2 separate regions of the Mus musculus genome follow, and region 2 is linked to region 1. Evidence: chromatin contacts called from public promoter capture Hi-C data. All regions are on one chromosome and are shown on one strand. Each heading gives the region's core, a stretch centred on a gene start, on an enhancer-like site or on the middle of the called end of the contact. The rest is flanking DNA. Distances are from core to core; before and after follow the strand shown.

Evidence for each region. Promoter capture Hi-C pulls out the DNA fragments that hold promoters and counts their contacts.
Region 2: a contact with region 1 is called in a promoter capture Hi-C map of trophoblast stem cells, with 4 times the contacts expected there. The contact joins the promoter of Serpinb5 here to the enhancer-like site in region 1. A contact is called at or near these places in 15 of 39 promoter capture datasets (the 3T3-L1 cell line, 3T3-L1-derived adipocytes, the C10 cell line and 8 more), 1 of 15 datasets of contacts at CTCF or cohesin (the NIH/3T3 cell line), 8 of 484 Hi-C or Micro-C datasets (CD4 T cells, the G1E-ER4 cell line, the N1E-115 cell line and 4 more), 1 of 115 datasets of contacts at active chromatin or transcription factors (memory CD8 T cells) and 4 of 9 other capture datasets (adipose tissue, embryonic stem cells, liver and 1 more).

What each region holds. Positions count from the first base shown.
Region 1 is chr1:106,422,277-106,428,472 of GRCm38.p6, forward strand. No RefSeq gene overlaps it. Among named protein-coding and RNA genes, the nearest start is that of Gm41928, 98 kb to the right of the region's middle. Within about 2 kb of position 3,050, at least 10 of the 459 cell types and tissues checked have an H3K27ac peak or open chromatin away from gene starts, as enhancers often do. A contact at or near this core is called in trophoblast stem cells, where this site is marked.
Region 2 is chr1:106,857,170-106,863,365 of GRCm38.p6, forward strand. It overlaps Serpinb5 (serine (or cysteine) peptidase inhibitor, clade B, member 5), which reads left to right and starts at 4,006. Exons shown (of 7, transcript NM_009257.4): 1 at 4,006-4,091.

The DNA.
Region 1 (6,196 bases), core at 1,800-4,299:
AAGCTTTTGACCTAGGCATTTATTCATAAATAATAAGTCTCAGAGTCGTTATTTTGGGAGCTGGGGGTCCGTGAAAAAGCCCACAATACAGTCCCTTATCAAATTCATGCTTTACAGTCCCTTATCAAATTCATGCTTTATAGTCCCTTATCAAATTCATGCTTTATAAATGTCATTAAGACGGTAAGGAAATCTACAATGTCAGTGGTTCCTTCTTGGGTTGAAAAGTCATTACAACCTACTGTCACCTAGGGCTTCTCCTATTTATGCTTCATATTTTGTTGCTGTGATGATCCCATCTCTAAGACAGAGAAAGAGAAAAGGTAGGGAGAGCTAGGGGTTTTTGTTTGGTTTGTGTGTTTGGCCACAGTCTGAGGTGCCAGCCCGTGATGGTGTAGAAGGTACAGCAGCAGGAGCTTAAGTCACATTAGATGCACACTCAAGACCCAGAAAGCACTGGCATGCTCAGCCAGCACCCTCTCTTCATCCAGTCTAGGATCCAGTCCACAGAATGATGCCACCCACTTCCATGTGGGTCTCCCCACCTCAGTTAACTTAATCAAGATGATCCCCCACCTGAGGCAGGTCCGGAGGCTTTGCCACTCGTGTGAATCTAAGAACTGCCATGTTGACAATCACCATTAACTGTGCATAGCCATTTGTAGTTATATTTTTGGTGTTATGTATAAAGTTAGTTTGTATATTCTTTGTTATGTGTAAATGTTCACTTTTCGAGAATCAATTATTAAAAAGACTATTGTTTCTCTACTAAACTGCTTTTCCCTTTTGCCAAGGATTAACCCATACAGTCTGAGGTCTCTGTTATTTTTTACTGAGTAATTTGTTCTCCCTTCACTTAGATTCCATTTTGATGTATATGTATACATATGTGTGTGTGTGTGTGTGTGTGTGTGTGTGTGTGTGTCTTAGTTAGGGTTTTACTGCTGTGAACAGACACCATGACCAAGGCAAGTCTTATAAAAAAAATTTAATTGGGCTGGCTTACAGGTTCAGAGGTTCAGTACATTATCATCAAGGTGGGGAGCATGACAGCATCCAGGCAGGCATGGCGCAGGCAGAGCTGAGAGTTCTACATCTTCATCCAAAGGCTGCTAATGGAAGACTGACTTCCAGGCAACTAGGGTGAGGATCTTATACCCACACCCACAGTGACACACCCATTCCAACTAGGTCACACCTATTCCAACAAGACCACACCTCCAGATGGTGCCACTCCCTGGTCCAAGGATATACAAACCACCACCACCACACACACACACACACACACACACACACACACACACACACACACACACACACAATATTAGCTTTGTGTGATATATATGTATATATACATACATACATAATATGAAGTTGACTGGTATCAGTCTTCTGATATTTTCTTTGGTGTTAGCTGTGTTTTTTCTTCACCCCAAAATTGCAGAATTGGTCTGTCAAAAAAGTCACAAAATGACTTGGATTTTGGTTAGGGTTATATTGACTATATAGCTAAATGTGGGAAGAGTACACTGTCTATAAACATGGAATATCTCTCCACCTATGTAAATGTTTTCTGATTATTTTAACGACAGCTTTAATGTCTCCTCTTCTAATTGAGAAATTTTTTAAAAGATTTATACATAAGTATTTGAGTTTTGGTGTTAACACTAGTTGTGCTGTTTTTTTAATGTCAAATTCCGGTAGGTGCTACAAAGAAAGCAACTGGCTTTACACTAGCCTGTGTCCTGCAGCTTGGTTACTGGTGAGTTCCTGGGGCCTCACTGTTAATGCTCCGCTGTCTTCCATCTGCAAAGGTGGCGTGTGATTTCTTTCTGATCTGTGTGGTTTTATGCTCTTTTCTTGTGTTGTTCACCTGCCACAACTTCCAGTGTGGTGTTGCGGAGAAGTGGTGAGCCTTTCTGTTGCTGACCCTACAGGGAAATCTTAGCACTGGTAAGCAGGAGTTTAGTTACAGCTATTTTATAAATACTGTATAGAATTAAAGGAATTTCCTTTATTATCTTGCTGTTGTTGTTGTTGTTGTTGTTTTTTCGAGACAGGGTTTCTCTGTGTAGCCCTGGCTGTCCTGGAACTCACTTTGTAGACCAGGCTGGCCCTGAACTCAGAAATCTGCCTGCCTCTGCCTCCCAGGTGCTGGGATTAAAGGCATGAACCACCATGCTCGGTTCTTATTATCATTTCTTATTGTAGTTTTCTTTTGGAATTGAACACCTTTCGTGGTGTTTACTCGTAGTTTGGGTGCATGCTTATGTGAAGTTGCTATTCTTTTACCATTTTTCTAGTGAGTTGCTGTCCTTAGGATAGTTCTTGCACAGGTGGCTGAATATATCATATATATTTTCTCACACTCAGCTGCCTTGCTCTTTCACCTTACTAATATGATCTTTTGATGTGCAAAATATCTTAATTTCAATTAGGTCTCATTTGCCATTCTCTCTGCCTAAGTTTATGCTTTTGTGGACCTAAGTTTAGGCTTTTGTTTTCTTCTGTCCCCGCTTTGTGTATGTGTGTGTGTGTGTGTCTGTCTGTCTGTCTGTCTATACGTTGTTCTCTTTTTGATGCAAGGTTTCATGAAGCCCAGAGTGACCTCTAACTCCAGGTCTTTCTGCTCTCACTTCCTGAGGGCTGGGCGCACCCACACCAGGTTTCTGCATGCTGGGGACAGAACACAGGGCTTCCTATGAGCAAGGCCTGGACTCTGCCAAATGAGCTAGGTCCCCAGCTGTGTTATGGTTTCTGTAGCTGTGGTAAAATAGCAAGACCAAAGGCAACCTGGGGAGAAAAGGGTTTATTTCAGCTTACAACCCTCAGATCCCACTCCATCACAGAGGGAAATCAGGGTAGGAACTCTGGGCAGGAACCTGGACACAGAAATTGAAGCAGAGGGCACGGATAATAATGCTCAGAATTCATTCCATTTCCTCACAGGTTGTACAGATTTAAGAAAGTGTTTGGTTGTGAGCAACAATAAAAGCAAGAAATGAGGAAAGTTGTCTTTGAGTCCTGGAACAGGCGCTTACAATTCATCACAAAGCCACTAGGGGTCAGAGTACGATAGCTGTTTCAAACCGTGAAAACACACAGCAAAGCAGTTTATTCCGTAAAGAGAAAAGAAAAACCCAAAGTGGCTTTGCCAAAATAAAAGCAAAAATATAATATTTTAAGCTATCCTATATTTACACCAATAAAGCTCATTGATTATCAGGTGTGGCTCTACTTTTGCTGTGTTTTGTGAGACGAGGTCCCATGCAGCTCAGGCTGGCTATGTGACTGGAAATGACCAACTCCTGATGCTCTTGCCCCCACTCCCCATGTACTGGGATTTCAGATGTGCACCCTCACATCTGGATGTGACTTTGTTTTTAACTTGAAAGTCAGTGAATCAAAATGCAATTCAAACCTATTATTGTGCATTTCCAGCTTGGCCACTAGAGTGTGTAAATGCAGGTATGTGATGGTCACGGCCCTCAGAAAATGTGTGGCTGAGACAGGAGAGCAAGCAGACAGGAGGCATTCGAACTTGACAGTGCTCTGCCCTTGTTTGCTGTCATATGACTTTAGAAGATTCTAAACCTTCGTGTACCCAAGAAAACTGGCTTCCAGCTCAGCCTTGTTGTGGCTTCAGAAACATTTGAAATTGTTGCTATATGATCTTTTCCATTGGATCATTCCTGGCTCACACAGTGGAGAGAGATGATAATGTCATAACCACCTAGCTGCCAGGTACAGTGGAAAAAGCAGCCGGCAGGTCCCAGCTGGTGCGGCCTTTTAGCATCTTATCAGAGAAGTATTTGATGTGTTCATCCTGTGCATTGGATTGAAGTAACTTTTGGCTAACAGAGTCCACACTTCCCAAGCCCTATGGGATAAAGATGAAAGATGACAGTCAACAACAACAACAAAAAATGTTACAGAACAGGTTTCTCCTGGTTCATTTTTCCAAAAAATATTTATGAACGCTGAGCTCCACCTGTGGCATCCTACGGGCTTCAAAGATCTGTCAAAGAAATAAGACTCTGAAGCTTCAGGACAGTGGGATCTGTGACAGTTGTGAGGGGAGGCCAGGCAGAGGAGGCCAGGCAGAGGGAGAGGAGTCTCCACCACAGAAGGACTAGAGGAGCTGACACGGAGGCTTCAGTTACCTTGACTATGTCCGGGCATCCGGCAATAACACAACTACAATGATTATGCACTTCTGTGATCCACTGTGTCCTGTGTTCCTACAGAAAACAAGACAGAACAAAACAGGAGCATTCCTGTTGAACCCAGCTTAGAACAACACTAGCAAACATAAAAGGGTGTGTCCCATGCTGAGGGTAAGTCCATATTCACACCCACGAGTCATCTTCGGAGAGAAAAACACTCAGGCAAGAGGCCATAGCTGTTAAAACCAATAAAAGATGGAACCAGTGAGGGTAAATGTGACTTGTATTTGAAGAAAACCAAAATAGAATGTCTGGAAACAACAAAAACAAAACAAAACAAAAAAACAAAAACAAAAAACGGGGCTATTTGAACTGCTTCAGGGCTGGGGGTTGGCTAAGCCACTGTTTAGATAGATACAGCTGAGTTTGAAGGCTGGAAGATAGAACCAAGTGGGGATTTGTTACACATGAACGATAGAAAGATCATTATACTCCTGATAGGAATTCAAGAGAGTGGAAAGAGATAGTGTCAAGCCTCAGAAATATAATAAATAAGGTATTTTTAGGATAATTCCTCAGCTCCAAGCAGTAGGGACTCTTGAAAGAGAAACAATGTCATACCCAGACACAAAAACGTAAACCTGCATCTCCTGGGTGGATATGTGGATTAGAGAGAGGGATGAGGGGATTCATGCACAGAGAGAATGGCTGTGTTCTCAGTCTGACAGAAGTTCTCAGAAGCAAAGCACAAACCAACAATGTAACCCCAGTGTAGGCTTCAAAACCCAGCAAGGGGCTGGTGAGATGGCTCCACATGTACAGGTGCCTGTCACCAAGCCAACAACCGGAGTTAAGTCCCTAGGGCCCTCATGATGGAGAGAACTGACTCCCTCAGAGAATTCTCTGATGACTTCCGGTGTGGGTGTGTGCACACTGCGCCCACCTTCATCCTAAGCCCAACACACAAGTCATTCAAAAGTAAAATACGTTCAAGACCAGCCTGGTCTACATAGAGAGTTCCAGGATAGCCAAGTCTACAGAGAGAAACCCTGCCTCACAGGAGAAATTAAAAAAAACTCTTCAGGAAAAGGAACTTCTGGGAGCAGCCTCTACCCATGACTGACAGGACTCGGTATCGATATACTTCATCTTCCAGTTCCTGAGGCACAGGCAGCGTGAGCTCACCAGCTTCTGGCACACTGGCTGACTGCATTCCCTGACATTATTTCCCCAGAGTCTTCGTGTCTCCTGGCTTCATCTCTGGAATCACTCTGAAATCTCTCTCATTCAGAGGGGAAAAAGATCCCCAAAATAGGTATTTTCCTCCAACAGTGGGACACGGTCTTCAATCAAACAAAAATTAAGAGTTTAATCAGGTCTTCCAACCCCTCCACCCAAATACTTGGAAGAAAACAAAAGCAGGCAGAATGTAAAGGTCTGAGTGGGATACGTGTACCCTCTGCTGCCTGCAGTACTTTTTACCCCCAACTCCTGCCTCATAGGAGGAAAGTGGTGAGAGGATGCTGCTGGATGTCTAGTCATCCCACTAATCTCCACCCTGATCCCGACTGGCCGACGTCCCTGTTTCTCACTCTCCAGAGGGTCCCCCAACTCTGTAGAAAGAACAAGCTCCAGGAGAGTTCATCCATTTCCCCAGAGCCCCACCCACCTTCCCAACCATGTCCCCCAGTTGGAGGCAAACAACTATCTTTGGGATTCTCCACCCCCTCTGAATTAGTTTCCAGAGATGAACCCAGAATATGCTATAAGACTATGGGGATGTAATGCTGGGGAGAGAAGTCAGCCAACGTGCCAGAAACTGAAGCATGCTATGCCTGTCTCCGAGGAACTGGGAGCTGAGGTATCAATGCCTGTCAATCATGGGTGGAGGCCGCTCCCCGGACTTCCATTTCCTGGCACTTTGACCAGATGTACAGGTGGCAAAGGAGCCGCAGAGTAACAAAAGGTTCTCAGAACGAGAAACAAGGCACCAGCTGTTGGCAGTGAAGCCGGCCAACACTAAACGGGGA
Region 2 (6,196 bases), core at 2,756-5,255, 440 kb after region 1:
ACAAAATAAAACAAAAATAAAAACACAATTATCTGTCTGTCTGTCTATTTAATCTATCTTGCCTGGTTCTGTTTCTTCACAGGAGAAAAGTTCTTGTTGAGTAGGTGTGAGTCTTGTGAACTTCCTATAAACTGCTGGAAAAGTGCAAAGCTTCTTGCTGGGGAGAGATCATACAAATCAATGGAAACATCATTTACCTGTGAAGCTAAAACTCTTGATATTTTAGAGAGAGAGAGAGAGGGAGAGGGAGAGGGAGAGGGAGAGGGAGAGGGAGAGGGAGAGGGAGAGGGAGAGGGAGAGGGAGAGGGAGAGGGAGAGGGAGAGGGAGAGAGATCACATTAAAAAACATGCTATAACAACTCTCCTTTGTGTTGCTGCTGGGAGTGGCTAGGTGTGTCTAGTCATCCCTTATCCAGAATGCCGGGTAATCCAGTCATAATGCTTGTAATGTTTAAACCCATAGGCAAGAAAAACCACCAACCAGTCACCTAGGTTATTAAATATTTGTTCCATTACTGTTGCTGAACTAAAGAAAATTGTCGTTTGATAAAAGCACATACTGAATGGATGGGTAGTTCATTCTTTAAGCTGTGGTTCTTCCCTCTACCCCTAAAGCCCACACACTCTTTTGATGTGTATGGCCTGTAAAATGTTATATAGGAAAGAGACCATTATGAATTGTTTTGGGAATTTTAGAGCAAAGAAAATTTCTACAAACAGCTATATTCTTTCCCATCAAACCCTCTTTAAAGAAATAGAACATGGTTGGATGAATCAGATGAAGTGGCCTTAAGAATCCAGAAAGAGAACTGAGAGAAAGATAGCTGTATTTAACAGAATACCTGCTTTCAAATGCATGAATTGGATTCTTTATTGTTTGAATTAGCAGCATCTGTGCAACATACCTCTTCCACAGAGAGGTTATTAACCCCACAGCCACTGTGCCAAAGGCCATTCAGAATTCTGGGGAACAGTGAACCCTGCTTAGGTTTTAAGAGGCAACCGAGTGTACTCGCTGACTTAACCATATAGTGTAGTGTGATATACTACGGTATGGTATAGCGAAAACTGTCAAATTTAATTTTGTATCTGTTTCTCAAAGGTTTGAATTTTATTCAAACAGAATAGTATACCAACAGTGCTCATGAGTACTTGGATTTTTATGAGGCTATATGGCAAGCAATTGGTTACTATAATGATGCTACGTGGATACTGTTGTTTTTGCAGAACTAGGATTACAGCACTTTAAAATATTGGTGGGAATCCATTGGATAGTGTCATTTCATGAAGACAACCTTCCATGAATATATGTATTTGGGAGATATTCACCTCTCATCCCCTCTCCTTTTTATCCCACCTTTCCCTCTCTCTCATCAGTGTTCATATAAATGGTTTTATGTTGGTATTAAAATATAGGATTTTAAAAACAAGTCCCATTCCTCTGAGTGTCCTTGCTGACATCACTGACAAGCATCCTTTGCAGGCTTTCTCTCCAGGCAGTAGATTTTCACATTACACTAAAGACCACAGATATCAGTCAGACTCAGGTATTAAAGCTGAGCTCAAGCCTCCTTGAGACCTGTATCTAGGTTTTCTTCTTAGTGTCTAGGTGATCCAGGGCTTGGTTATGTATGGCACACTTAATAGAGCACTGGTTAATCAACCAAGACTCCTGTCAAGAAGGCCCAGTTAGGAGGAGGGGCCAGAGTGGAAACTTGCATGCCGGCAGGAGAGATTCTTGCCAGGACATTGTCTCCTACAATGAATCTGTTGTGTTTTCCACAGGCTTGTTTGGAAATGTGAGAGTTTAGACATACGAGATACTTGTAGAACTCTAGTCTCTCCTACTCAACTGTTCTCTTCTGTCTTTTAATGTGGAATATAAGAATATTTAAATATATGGCCACCATAGAGAAACATACTTAGGAAAACCTTTTTAGTCAAATAGAATCAAAATTTTATTTCCCCTAACTATGAAGGGGAATCACTTTGTCTTCCATCAGTAACTGCTTTTGTCAGAGATGTTACACTCAACATTGACTTCAAATAGAAGGCATAGACACTTGGGTACATTGTCCGGAGATACTTCACCAGTGAGGGCTTTTGTGAGGAAAAGCTCTATTTAGCCATTTGCTGCCATATTTCTCTAATTTGTTGTTTGCAGTTTTCACTTCTCATTCTTTGTTTCTAGGCCTGCTTGATCCTCTGATGTCCAAGGACCATGTCCTCATGCCTCCTGAGCACTCTAATTCATCACAACTATGCGTCCTGAGCACTCAAAGGCTGAAAGGCTTGTACTCGTCTCTGGACTACATTTGTGTATGTAGTCCCACACCAATCTTATGTCTCTTATTATGCAAGATCAAGTACTTTAATTAATTTATATATTTACTTCCTACTTTGTTACTTGTAAGACCTCCAGGAAGAGGGAACATGACATGTTCCTAAGTATGTGGTGCCTCTAACTGTCGAACAATCAGAATCATGCTTTGTTTGGGATCCTTAGGGGTTGCTGAACTACTACCATCTCTCCAGAATGGGCAAAGAATGAACAAGAATGTAGCAGAGGAAATTAAAACATGAAAAAGGGAGAGTTGAGCAGTCACTAAGAGTTAAGTTTTAAGATCTCTGGAGGTCTCTGGATCACAGTGACAATCAGGGAGGAGCCCAGTGCAGAGCGAATAGTTGTGATGAATTAGATGTTAATACCCCAGTCCAGCCTTTTGTGATTGTTCCCTGAGCTTTTTTGAGGACTAGGGAAAGTGCTATTAACTGCTGTCATATATGTGCATACACATTTCACCTCACAACTGTGAAGAATCGAGGTGGAGAGAGATTAAGCATGTTGTTTAGGATTTCTCCAACAGTAAGTGGTAGGAACAGTTTGCAAACTTAAGACTACACTCAAACCTATGCTTCCTTCACTTCAGCTAGATACCGGTATCTTATGAACTGCATAGTCCATATCCCTATCTTCATGATCTTGCTTCACGTGGCCCATTGATGCCTGAAATGCTCCTTTCAGAGTTGAATTTATTTATTTATTTATTTATTTATTTAATGAGTTTGGTCTTGGCTAATAGGACTCAGGACGGGAGAAGGAGAAGCTGTCTACCTTTCATTCACTGAGTCAAGCACCCATTGGCTGTAGTAAGTCATGGGGATATCAAGGAGGGCTGTTAAGAAATGAGTGGGGCTGGTTCTTATCTTTCAAATTCTAGTAGTCAGTGTGGAGGATGCTGAAGTTAAAAGTGATGATGAAACGAACTAGCACATGAACAACAAGGATGTTTGCATTGGAAAACACACTGGCTCACTTTCAGGAGCTTCCCTGACAACAGGACAGGAAAACAAAACAAAACAAAGCAAAGCAAAACAAAACAAACAAACAAACAAACAAACAAACAAAACAGATCTCACTGCTGATTGAGGAGCTGCAGGAGTCCTGGAATTGTTAAATCAGACTCTCCGAAAATGTTTCAGGACAAAGCTGTGTTCTCTATTAGGACACTCCCACCCTTGCAATTCTAGTAAACTATCTCTCCTAATCAATTTGGTAGTGTGTATTTTGCCTGTAATGCTGTGTATGTTATCAGAATGATCGATGGCGCTCTAGCCCTCTACACAGAAAAAAATGTGAGGTCAGACTTAGAATTTGTAGTAATTTTTTTCTATCACCACCTATTCTTCTCTTATGTCCTCCCATTTATCCCTCTGGCTCTGCCTTGGCAGGTAGGGTTGGTTGTCTTTATTTGCTTATACGTGCGTATGCTTAGCTCAGGGCAGGATCCACCAACAGAACCTTCCTGCCCGTGCTTGTCGCAGGCCATCAGAAACAGTGCAGACAGCAGCAGCAAGTTGGGCCTGAATCATGTCTTCCAATCTTGCACAGGCTGCCAAGAGTCATGAGTAAGCTCAGCAGTTGGGTGGTGCAGGCAGCGCAGGCTGGGCGGGGCCAGGCTGGAAGACCTGGGTGTGGTCACAGGTGAGCACAGCTCCCCAGGCAGAGAGCACAGCTTTCACTGCCTCTGAGCTCCTTCGGCTTTTTCCCCCCTTTTGCATCTTGTTTCCCGGGATACCTGCAACTCAAGGTAAGCAAAGGGAGGTCGCAGGGCTGTTGAGTTCTCTCTCAGGGACAAGTCATATAATAGTTAAGGGGTTGACTCCAAATGTTGAAGAAAATGGTTGTGTTTTATCAAGGGTAGCGTGGCTTCAGTATGATGAGCCTCGGTGCCAGCTCCTAAGGTTTTTGTGTGCCCAAAGTGGCTCTGGGGGAACTACCACCACATCGCCACCTACATTCAGAATATGAAGAAGGCAGAGGACAGGAGGCTTGGCTGATGGTGCTGGGGGTTGAGGTTGGGGGTGAGGGGGAACAGCAGTGATTCCGGGAAGACAGCCGGACAGTGAGGAGGTAGGAACCAGGATGTACTCAAGATGCCAATCTTTGAAAGGGTGTGGTAATGAAAGCCTAGAGAAGGTCGAAAAGATAGGAACAGGGGCTTACCTTCGTAGTGGACATTAAGGGGTTGAACTTCTTGTCATTTTAAGCGTTAGATCAGTGCTCATTTTCTGACACCCATGTTCTAGGCAGAAATCAGCCCTCCTTGCTCAGCAAACTTTTAAAAAGTTGTGCACAACATAAATCTTGAACATTTGAGATGTAATGGTTATTGTCTTTTCCTGATGGGTTGTAATAATAATAAGTATGATGATAATAAAACAATGATAACAATAATAGCTTAATGACATTGTTCAAAGATTTCATATTGAAAACTCCATTTAATATAAGTTAATATAATTTGTTTAATTTAATTTAATACAAGTTGTTTCATTTACCCAAATTGGAACTCAGAACTGGGGGACCTTGACCAGTGTTTGCTCAGTGGCAAGGTGGCACATGACTTGAAGGAGAGGTGACTTAAACGGAAGGAGGCCTTCAGACTATTCTCATGACACACGTTCTGAAAACATTTTCTTTCATGTCCTCCTTGTCCCAAGAGGATCTTTAACCAAACTGTGTTACATGCTTCAGTCACCTTCAAGTAAGTGCAAGTGTGGATGAGTTCTGACATGGGTGGAGAAAAGGAACCCTAGCAAAAAGGGAGTCTAGAAAGTGAGTCAGCGGCTTTGTACCATGCTTCCTCACGCCTCATAGGGTGCCATTTCAGTCCCTCCGGGTTTGGGGTTGACTTTGGAGCATGCAGTCTCAGCAGTTTGGGCTAACTAGGTGTGGCCTGGTCTGGCATTGTCTGGCAGTAACCCAGTGGGTCAGCAGTGAAGCTCAAGCTTCAAGGAACCAGGTGTTGCCACGATGGCATAGACTGTATGAGACTATGTATTTAAAATTCTGGTACCAATTTTTCTCCTCCCAGGGTCAGAAAGTGATGCATAAAGGCTGTGTTCTTACGCATTGGGTCATATTATTGCCCTAGGATCAGCCACATCAAAGCTCCAAGGGAGATGGGCCTGGTGACAAATGCTTGGGATCCCAGTCTCTTGGGAAGCTGAGGCAGGAGAATGGCCAAGTTAAAGGTCCAGATGGGAGAGGAAGAGTTCAAATCCAGCCTGGACAACATAGGAAGACTTGTTTTTGTTTGTTTGTTTTAAATACAAGGACTGGGGTCATAACTCCATGGTAGAATACTTGCCATAAAGCTCCAGTTTCAATCTTCAATTCAATAGTGAAAGAAAGAATAAATAAATAAATAAATAAATAAATAAATAAATAAATACCTAAGAGAGGCCTTTGATCATCTGCATTCTGTACAATGAGGCAAGCTAGGCTACAGACTATCCATACAACTCTGATGCTGAAAATCAAACCGTGTTTGAGACAGTATCTTAACTTACTATGTAGTGCCACAAGCGCATTCTGTAGGGCAGGCTGGTCTTGAACTCACACCACTCAAGGCAATCCTCCTATCTCAACCTTCTTGGTCTTGGTATTATAGTATAAACTATCAGGTCTGGCAAATTTTAGTTTTTTTTCCATTTTTTATTAGGTATTTAGCTCATTTACATTTCCAATGCTATACCAAAAGTCCCCCATACCCACCCACCCCCACTCCCCTACCCACCCACTCCCCCCTTTTGGCCCTGGCGTTCCCCTGTACTGGAGCATATAACGTTTGCGTGTCCAATGGGCCTCTCTTTCCAGTGATGGCCGACTAGGCCATCTTTTGATACATATGCA